Regions from separate parts of the Mus musculus genome. Here region 2 is linked to region 1. The links are chromatin contacts, called in public promoter capture Hi-C maps. All regions are on one chromosome and are shown on one strand. Each heading gives the region's core, a stretch centred on a gene start, on an enhancer-like site or on the middle of the called end of the contact. The rest is flanking DNA. Distances are from core to core; before and after follow the strand shown. Region 1 holds the start of Eif6 (eukaryotic translation initiation factor 6). Region 2 holds the start of Rbm39 (RNA binding motif protein 39).

The links. Promoter capture Hi-C pulls out the DNA fragments that hold promoters and counts their contacts.
Region 2: a contact with region 1 is called in a promoter capture Hi-C map of pre-B cells, with 2.4 times the contacts expected there. The contact joins the promoter of Rbm39 here to the promoter of Eif6 in region 1. A contact is called at or near these places in 8 of 39 promoter capture datasets (the C10 cell line, erythroid cells, hematopoietic stem and progenitor cells and 5 more), 3 of 484 Hi-C or Micro-C datasets (embryonic stem cells and natural killer cells), 7 of 115 datasets of contacts at active chromatin or transcription factors (the SCID.adh cell line, effector CD8 T cells, embryonic hindbrain and 4 more) and 2 of 9 other capture datasets (liver and macrophages).

The regions. Positions count from the first base shown.
Region 1 is chr2:155,824,282-155,829,138 of GRCm38.p6, reverse strand. It overlaps Eif6 (eukaryotic translation initiation factor 6), which reads left to right and starts at 2,214. Exons shown (of 6, transcript NM_010579.2): 1 at 2,214-2,812; 2 at 2,929-3,014. The coding sequence starts at 2,706.
Region 2 is chr2:156,177,137-156,182,442 of GRCm38.p6, reverse strand. It overlaps Rbm39 (RNA binding motif protein 39), which reads left to right and starts at 2,205. Exons shown (of 17, transcript NM_001291114.1): 1 at 2,205-2,556; 2 at 3,203-3,266; 3 at 5,058-5,107. The coding sequence starts at 3,216.

The DNA.
Region 1 (4,857 bases), core at 965-3,464:
CATGCTCAGGTTCAAGTCTGGAGTGTGAGAGTATGAAGCTGGGGTGCTGCATAAAGAAGGGGGCCATCTAGCAGCCCAGGCCAAAAACTTCCTGGTCTCAAGACTCTTTTACACACACACACACACACACACACACACACACACACACACACACACCTGAACACACCACAGTTACTGAGTGTTTCCTGTATGTTTGGGGTTGGACACGTCACACCAGTTATTGTCATTCTCCATCTTCTCTAGATAGAACCTCTTGTTGGTATATAGATGTATCAAGTATTATTCTTCCCATTTTTCAAAAGCCTTTGCAACTAGACTGGTAGAAAATCCTCAAGATGAACAGACTGCTGCAGTGGCTGCCCTGTTTGGGGATGCTCCATCACAGAATCCGAGTCTGAATCTGTGACAGACAAATTTATGTTCCTGACCGCCCAGTCCCCAGTAGTGTTTGGTCTCTTGGCCTTGGCGCTCCCGTTATACTTCCTCTTACACTTGGTAGGACAGCCACATTCTCCACAGGTCAACTTCTGAAGGTGGTCGCCTTAGAGCCACAGAGGCAGCGCCGAGGTTTGTGCCTTATTGTGATGCCTTCCAAAGGATGATGCTCATTTTTGACATCTTGCTTCTGTCACAGAGGCCAAAGAGAACAGACGATTGATATTCTTCCCATTTTATAAGAATGGGCACTGAAGTCCAGAGCTTGGATGGTTAATTTGGAGGAAGATCCAATCAAGTGACAGGTTAGGGAATTCTGCCAGTCCATTGTCCTCTGGCTCTAAATCTGAATTTTGTTTGCCCAGACACAACACATAGAATCTGCAGTTCCTGTGTTTCTATGTACATAAAACATGGACACTACAAGGATGTTTCAGATGCCCGTACAGTACACAGAGAACAATGACTAGGTACACCCATAGATGCATAGAGCGAGTATACAGAGCTCTCTGATTAACTCAAAAATAAAACTTCTGTTGCAGGTACATAATCAATATGGTCTGCCTAAATGAATGGCCACAGAAAATTCAAGCTTCTAGTACACACTGCAGAGCCCCCCTGAGACTCAGAAACTATAAATACACATATGACTCTTCATCCTAACTCTGCACCAAGCTGTGCTCACAACCTCACCCTGAACATTCCCTAGAGCCGAAAGGCTACTTAGATGCAGATTCTGAGGGCTGAAGCTTAAAAGCACAAACCTCAGAGAACAAGACAGATGTATTAGATGAAAACTGTATTAGGGACAGAGGGTCATGGAGATAGTAGAGCGATCGACAAAGCTTATCAGAGAGAGGCTGACTTGGAGGCTGGTCTTGAAGGACAGGGGGAGAGCCAGGTGGAGGAGAGTTAAGAGTTCTTGGTAGAGTAAGCCAGAGAGTGGTGTGGGGCTCAATGAGCGGATCTGGGGTGAGCTGGGGGAGATAAGCAGAGCACGTAGTTGAACACTTAGACACAAACACACAGACCACCTTGCTGAATGTCTCTGGAAGCTCGGGCTGCAGCTGGTCATGGGTCTTTCTCCTGAACTTAGCACCTGCAGGAGACTGTGCATGGTACTAATCAATAAAGGCAATTGTGGCTAGACCCCGTAGCAATCTGATGTGTTCTCGGTTATGGGACTGTATGATGGGGCTGGGGAAAGGGCGCCGCGCCATTTATGCCCCTTTCAGATCAGATCTTCTTGGAGAAGAATGAATGGCATAAGACAGTCTGCGGTAAGTGATTCTCTGCTCCTTTTACCTTCCACTGTGGCATTCTGAGACACCCTGGGGACTTTTGTATATTCTACACTAGTTGAGACAAGTTTATTCTATGAAAATGGGCCATACCACTATCCCCAGGGCTGCTGATGGGGTGATAAACTGCGTGATAAACACATCAAGGAAGCAAGTCAGCTCTCAGATCTTTGCTTACCCTAGAACCCTTTCTCCTCCAATCTCTCCGTAACACATTTCCCCGTCTCCATTGTCTTCTTCAGCCTATGGTTCTTATGCCTCCTCCAACCACTTTATCCTGGTCTCTTGGTTGATCTCTATGCCAAATTTCAATCTTCAACCCTTGACCCTTGCCACTGGTCCAGATTCCCACTTCCGTCCGCGTGGCCGGGGTGTGATTATCCTCTTTCTCAAATCCGCCCTTTTCCCGTCCTTACTCGGTAAATAAAGCCCTCCAATCAATCCAGCTCCAACCAGACAACACCGGTTCCTCATTTCCTCATCTTTTCATTTGCCCAGCCTCAGGTTTGATTGATTATTCCTTCTAAAAAGACCCACTAGGAGGTGAAGCCAAAAACCTAAAGCAAGAAAACGTGCAGGAGGCGGGGTCGGGCGGAGTCACCTAGTAACCATCGAGTCCTCCCAAAGGGTGGGGCTAGAGTGACCAGCAGCTCCGCCCGGCTCCTGCGCGCTCCCGGAAGCGGGCCTGGGAGGAGGCGGAAACGGAAAGCTAGTTACGGGAGAAGTTGTTGCAGCGTGTAGACATTGGAGTCGCTTGGTGAGCTGTTGGGACTCTGGGCGGCAAAAGTCAGTTCCGGGTCGCAGGGCGAGAGGACTTGGGGCAGGAGAGCCAGGAGGGATCCGTCCGCACGCCCGGGCATCTGAGGGGCCCGAGAGGGCGGGGTTTGAGGAGGCGAGGCTGGTTGACCCGGCTCCGGAGTGGATCTGTCGGCCCAGAACCCGCAGTCGTGCTGCCCCCCAGCCTCTCTCATGGCGGTCAGAGCGTCGTTCGAGAACAACTGTGAGGTCGGTTGTTTTGCCAAACTCACAAACGCCTACTGCCTGGTGGCCATCGGAGGCTCAGAGAACTTCTATAGGTGAGGCGAGAGCTTCTGGTCCCGAGCCGCCGGGGCGGGAAGGGAAGGGAGGCGGAGAGCGAGAGGTCTGAAAAGAGCGACCCACCCCAGTAAGCAGCGAATCCGTGTTTCTACAGTGTGTTCGAGGGTGAGCTCTCCGATGCCATTCCCGTGGTGCACGCATCCATCGCCGGCTGCCGAATCATCGGGCGCATGTGTGTGGGTAAGGCGGGTGGAAGACGCCGAGGGACACAGCGAAGCACTCTGAGTCATTAGTTTCCTGGAGCTTACCCCCAGTGATCGGGGGATTCCCAGGCTTTCGGGCCCAGTGGACTTTGGAATCTGACGGGTGTGTGGGACTCGAACTGCAGATCAAGAACACTGTCTCTCAGACTTGAGAGTAGCCGGAGCGAAATACCATTAAGTGCTGGCTATCATTCTTGGTCTCGTTTTTCCTTCACAGGGATACTGGAAAGCATGGGTTGTCGCTCGGAACTATGTGACTTACAGAGTCCCACACCTAAGGGCGGAGGAGAGGATTTGCATCTCTCTCCTGCCTCTGAATATGAACAAGTTGCTTCTTGTTTTTGAGCATCAGTTTCTCCCTCAGGAAATAACTAAGGTCCCAGGTCACCCTGTTCAGCTGCATTTAATTCTTACAATTTCTTTTTTTGTTTGTTTTTTTTTTGTTTTTTTCGAGACAGGGTTTCTCTGTATGGCCCTGGCTGTCCTGGAACTCACTTTGTAGACCAGGCTGGCCTTGAACTCAGAAATCCGCCTGCGTCTGCCTCCTGAGTGCTGGGATTAAAGGCGTGCGCCATCACACCAGGCTAATTCTTACAATTTCTAACTACAACTCGAGTGTTGAGTGGCTCCCGACTTTTCCTTTTATCCCCCCACACTCTGGCCTTAGCTGCACTGTCCCTGTAGCTAAGAATGACCTAGAATTCTTGATACACCTTCATCTACCTCCCAGGTTTGGGGATTAGTAGGTGTGTGCCATTATGCCTTTGCAGTCCTTTCACCTGGCACTGTGCCCCATTGCTACACTCTTAGTTTCTTGGTTCAGGCTTTTATGTATTTACCTAAAAACATTTTTTTTTTAATCGTTAAGCATGGGTGGTGACTCTACATGGTTTCTCATTTACATTAATCTCTGATAATAAAACATCCTGGTCTTTTAACTGTGTCCTTATGAAATGAATTCTGACACGACATGAGAGATTTTAGTCTGGTCTTTGTTCTGTTTTAAGGAACGTAACGTGAGGTTCAGAAATTGAGAACTGTGGCTCAGGCTAGGCAGACGCTTGCCTGTAGTCATAGTGTAATGTTGAATGCTTTGTATAAAAATGCCATTCTTTTTTTTTTTTTTTTTTTTTTTGGTATTTCGAGACAGGGTTTCTCTGTATAGCTCTGGCTGTCCTGGAACTCACTTTGTAGACCAGGCTGGCCTCGAACTCAGAAATCCACCTGCCTCTGCCTCCCAAGTGCTGGGATTAAAGGTGGGCGCCACCACACCCGGTTTAAAAATGCCATTCTTACGTTAATGAGTATTTAGACAATTTATAGTTTGGTGTCTTAAGACTAGTACTACTGGCCAGGCAGTGGTAGCGCATGCCTTTAATCCCAGCACTTGGAAGGCAGAGGCAGGTGGATTTCTGAGTTCGAGGCCAGCCTGGTCTACAGAGTGAATTCCAGGACAGCCAGGGCTACACAGAGAAACCCTGTCTCAAAAAAAAAAAAAAAAAAAAAAAAAAAAACCACAAACAAACAAAAAAAGACTAGTACTACTGTGTAAATATGAACATATGTCCGTATTACTTTTGGATATATAATACCTATAAGTAGAGTTGAATAGTCACAGGATATATGACCATTTAGTATAGTAGATGCTACCAGTAATATCTTAAGTGGATGGCCCTTGTATACTCTTGTCAGAGCATAGAGTTGTTCCACGTATTATTGCTAGCATTTGATATTGATGGTCTTTGAAAATGTTTAGCAATTTAGGTAGGTGTGTAGTGTTAGCAAAATGTATTATTAATGCCAAGAACCTTCCTGCTCGT
Region 2 (5,306 bases), core at 956-3,455, 350 kb before region 1:
TTTGAGTAAGACCTGGCTGTCTTGGAACTCCCTCTGTAGATCAGACTGGTCTCAACCCAGAGCTCTGCCTGCCTCTGTCCCCAAGTGCTGGGATTAAAGCATATGTCACCATGCCTGGCCTAAGTCTCAACTTTATTATTACTAACATTTTAATGATTTACTTTTATTTCATATGCATTGACGTTTTGCTTGCATGTATGTCTGTGTCTTGAAGGTGTAGGATCCTTTGGAATTAGAGTTACAATTGTGGACCATCACTGGGTGATGAGAATTGAACCCTGGCTCTCTAAAAGAGCAGCCAGTGCCTCTCACTGCTGAGTTCTCTCTTCAGTCCCCAGTCTAGCTTTTCAAGAACAAATTGTTTAACATACACATACACATTTAACATGCATGTGTTTGGCTTGCATGTAGTCTGTGCACCACCTGCATACCTGATGCCTGTGGAGACCAGAAGGCATCACCAGATCTGCTTAATGTAGTTGTGTGCAGCCAGTGAGTATTGGGAATCAAATCAGTGCTCTTACTCCTTTCTCTCCAGTCCCCCTTCTACCTTTTTCATAGCCTTTTACTGTGTGGCACGCGTTGTCCTTGACTTGGCAGCCCAGGACAGGACTATTAATTAAGGGCTCCTGTAGAGAGATAGAAGACAGAGAGGGGCTTGGTCTGACCTTAGTTAGGCAAGACCACTGCTTATTCAGGGTGAAGGGGCATCCCTGTCACCACTCACCCTATGGTTAACATTCCTATAGAGGAAGACAGGTTGTAGCCCCTTATAGGAGCAGAGAAGTTTCAGTAGTCCACAAGGGAAGTTGGAAAGCCTAATCTTTCAGCAGGAAACTATCAGTGATTTCATGCAGTGTGCCACATCTGAGAGAGAAAGCCAGATCAGCTAAATTTTTTGGAACTCATAAGGCTGACCTCAAATTCACAGAAATCCCCCTGCTTCTGTTTTCTGAGTGCATAACTATAGACAAGCTCTACCAGGCATGCTAGAAAAGTCACCTGCCAACTGTATTACATTGCCAGCCCCAAGAAGTTTCCTGTCATCATTCCACATGCTCTTCCTACTCCTCACGAGCTTTCAGGGAGAGTCCACCTGGACATACATCCCCTGCTAAACTTGGGAATTAGTGAATATTTGCAGTCTTGGCTAGTGTCAAGCTTATCCTTGCTACTAATTATAATATTCCCCCCTTGAGGAGGAATCGGAATATATGGAGAGCTTAATTTACTTGCTCAAGGTCACATTGTTGGAGTGGCTACACCAAGCAAGGTGTGACATTTTGGACCTTTTATACCCTCAATTATTAAGCTGCTGATAGGTTTCCAGACTGGTTTGATATTTTATTTCAAAACGTTTTCTATTATGTAAAAGTGGGAGAAAAAAAAAACCTTCCAATGATCACTCAGCTTCTCTACCACAGAATTAACCACTCCCAAATACACAAAAAGCAAACCAAATAAAATCCAACAAAAATTAAACAAAAGCGGTAAATTCACACAGTCAAAATCCTAGGGAAAAGTGAGGGGACCTTTTAAAGTCACAAACCACCCCGATTCAGAGCCCGACTAAATTCAGGGGTTAGAAAGCTACACACTGCGGTTTCTTCCCAGCCCGGCCACCGCCTCCGGTTTCCAAGGGTGTTGCGAAGCTTCACTATCGAGCCCACATCTAACTGGTGACACCAAACGACAAGAAAATCGTACTTTTTATTCCCATTCCCCTGTGTACAGCTCGTTCTTGTCTGCATGCGTTTTCACCACTGGTGGGTCTGGACACGACTGTCTTAGCCCACAGCCATATGTATTATAATAGGTTGCCTTATGGCGACCTTGACAGCCATCTGTGTGGGAGGGCGGGTGTCCGGGGTGGGGGTCGGCTCTGAGAGGGGAAACCTTCACACCCAGCGAGGAGATGACACCAGCCAGGATGACAGCAACGATGCACCACTCAGCAAGGAATCCTCCCAAAGATTGACAGTCAGGGCACCAACTGTCTTTGCCCGATAGAGGACGCACCCTCGCGAGACTTGGGTGCAGCTCTGGCGGGGGAGTCCGAGAAGCCTTTCGGAATTGGGGGAAGGGAAACTGTGATCATCTGTGGCGCAATCATTGCGCGAGATTGGGCCACGGTCGCCGGGAGCCGCGGTGAGAGATCTCGCGATAGTTCGTGCTTTCCAGTCTGGAACCCGGGGCAGTTTCTCGCGAGAGCCCGTGCTTGCGGCTCCGGGAGACCCCGGGTGTTTGTGTGTGTGTATGTGTTGGTGACTGTGAGTACGGAGGAGCAGCGGCCGCCATTTCAGGGAGCTAGCCGACGCTGTCGCAGGGGTGGATCCTGAGCTGCCGAAGCCGCTGCCCTGCTCTCCGTCGCGGGCTCCTTTAATCCCATTGTTTCTTTTAGATTCGCTTGGGCCTAGACGCCCTCGGGGCCCGATATTCGGGTTGGGCGGTACCGCGGCCTGGGCCTAGTGGCTTAACAGTAGCGACAGCAGCAGCGGCGGCGGCGGCGGCAGCCGACTTCCCGTGGCGAGCACAGGCGCGCGGAAGCCCGCACAGGTACGGGGCGTCGCGGCCGGCGGGGAGTGGGTCGCCTGCCCGAGCTGGGTGCTCCGCGATGCCGAGGCTTTTCGCCGCTTTGCTCGGCGCGCAGAGGGGGAGGGGGCCTTCCCGGTACGGTGGGGTCACCTCTCCTCGGCCGTGCCCTTCATCTCGGGCAAGGACGTCGTGGGCGTTTTTTGGTAGCGGCCGGGACCTCCGTGGGGACCTCGGTCAGATAAAGATCTGTCCTTCCGAGGGCCGGGGCTGGTCGCGACCTCCCAACATGGCGCCCGTGGAACGCCGCCGTGGTACACAACCCCTCCCAGCGGAGGGAGTCTCCCTCCGCCGCTAAAATGGCAGCGCGGGTTTTGTGCGGTGAGGAAGCGCTCCGCTGCATCCTTCCTGGGGGCGCTTTTAGCCGCTCGCGGGCGGGCTTTTGAAATTCGACCTGGAGTCCTGCTCCTGTCTTAGGTACAAGGAACGTGACACTTGGCGTACCCAAGGCAGCCTTGTCTGATGGGCGTCGCACAATTTTAGCCATCGTAGCGCTTTCAAAGGAGTTTTCTCAGGCTTTGAGGATGGGAGATCAAGGGGACATTTTATCTTATTTTATTATTTAGCAGAATTGCAGGTGTACTTACAGGACTGTCTTGTTCTTCCCCAGGCGAGTAGAGAAAATGGCAGACGATATTGATATTGAAGCCATGCTTGAGGCCCCTTACAAGAAGGTGAGAAAACACGCTAGTGAGCTTTAATATATTTCTTAATTTAGCATTATTCACGAAACTACTGCTGAAATGTAAACTAACCTTCCCGGAGCCCTCTTGATTACCTTATCAGAGATGCAATACGTGTAACTTACAAAAGTAAATATATGCTATTGATGTAATAATATTGTGCAGTAGTTTCACTTCAGCGTGATGAATAAATGCCCATCTATCTCTCTTTGTAGACTTGCCTAACGATATCTCACCTCTACTCCCATGAATTCACCTTTGATTCCAGTGTGAACTGTCAATCATAAGGTAGTAATTGAGTGACTTATCGCTGTACCGTGGTCCCCTAGGTAAAATGACTCAACTAAGAATTACCAGCTCCAGTTTGGTATAGCAAAAAGGTGAATGTAGTGGTTTGGGAAAACTGCAGGGGTCCAAGAATAATAAATTACAACCAGTCTCTGGCAAGTAAATCTTAGAAGTCTTGAAAGAAGAAATGGGTGAGATTTAAATTTTATTTTATATAAATAGATATAAGACTGGTGATAGTAAACCTGAATACAGGCAGGTATTGATCTGCTTTTCAGTTAATAATTATTAAGATTCTTGGATCCCTGAATAGAAATTGGCAAAAAAGAGGAAAAAAAACCAAGAAAAAGAACAGAAGAGAGAAAAGAAAAAAAGCAAGAGACAGTATCACAGCTTAGAGTCACTTGATGACTGTTTTACTGCTCTCCATAGTGTTTATTTTTAATTAGGCCCTGCCATAGCTTTTCACACTCAAAACTAGAAAGGAAGTATTTTGGCCAGTAATACAATATGACCCATTTCGGTATCACAGTAAAAGTCAGCACTCTTCATTCTTTGACCAGTTGGTGGTGAAAATAGCAGTGTGCATGCATGCATTGTCACTGGTGTCTCAGACCTTAAGCCTGGTAACTTAGAGATCCTACTATTGGTGATGTGTTCAAACTGTGGAATAAAAACATTGCGCTTAAACCGTTTATAAATAATACATTTGTCTTGGAGTGTAGCACGACCATGTGGTGCCTTTTGGATGAATTCTGATAGCTTTAAATAGTGTAATTTTGTAATGCTAGACTCTTGAAGCCATACTTTCTGTTTTAATGTTTCTTGTCTTAGTTTAACTTGGATATAATTCCATGTAAACAGGTATGGAAGTAGGAAATGTTTAGGCTGGACTGGTGGATTATTAATTAACTTTTCTTGGGTTCTTGGGAGTCAACATTACTAAAGCAGTGTGAATCCCTGTTTGCTTCAGGGCGAGATGTGTGACAGAGGTGGCATCAAGCTCTTACAGTCCCAACCCTCCAACGGAAATGGGCGAAGATCTCAGGAATGGCATCGGTCACAGGAAATCGATAGTGGCTGGCTGCTAGCATGGCCACTTGGGGCTTAGGCAGAAATAGAGCCATGGTACCGACAAAAGGGACAATAGCACATGGAATAAAACTCAAAATGACTTCATGTTTCATAGAAATCTTTAACCACTTCAACATTGTAATTCCGGATGACTTATTTAATACTTAAACAATGTAAGAAAGTAAAATATAACATATTAAATGTGGAAAGATTTTAATTTTTGTTTCTTGATGACTTAATTATTAGCAACAAAGTGGTTAAACGTATACCATCTAAATTTTATAGCCTTCCATGTTAAAGTAAATAAGTAATTAGTTTTAAAATTGTCTTGTATTTTCTTATTCCTATTCCCTTTACCCTTTGACAACTTGAAATGTTACCACTTCGTCCTCATGATGTTCTTCTATCAACCTTGCTTAGGATGAGAACAAGTTGAACAGTGCTAACGGCCATGAAGAACGTAGCAAAAAGTAAGTTTGACTAAGGAACCTGGGGGGGGAACTAACCTTGTGGAAATCTATTCTTGTGGTTAAGCATCAAACTATGGTTTTCTTTCGGTATCACAGTAAAAGTCAGCACTCTTCGTTCTTTGACCAGTTGGTGGTGAAAATAGCAGTGTGCATGCATGCACTGTCACTGGTGGTGTAGAAAACTGCTCAAAACACTTGA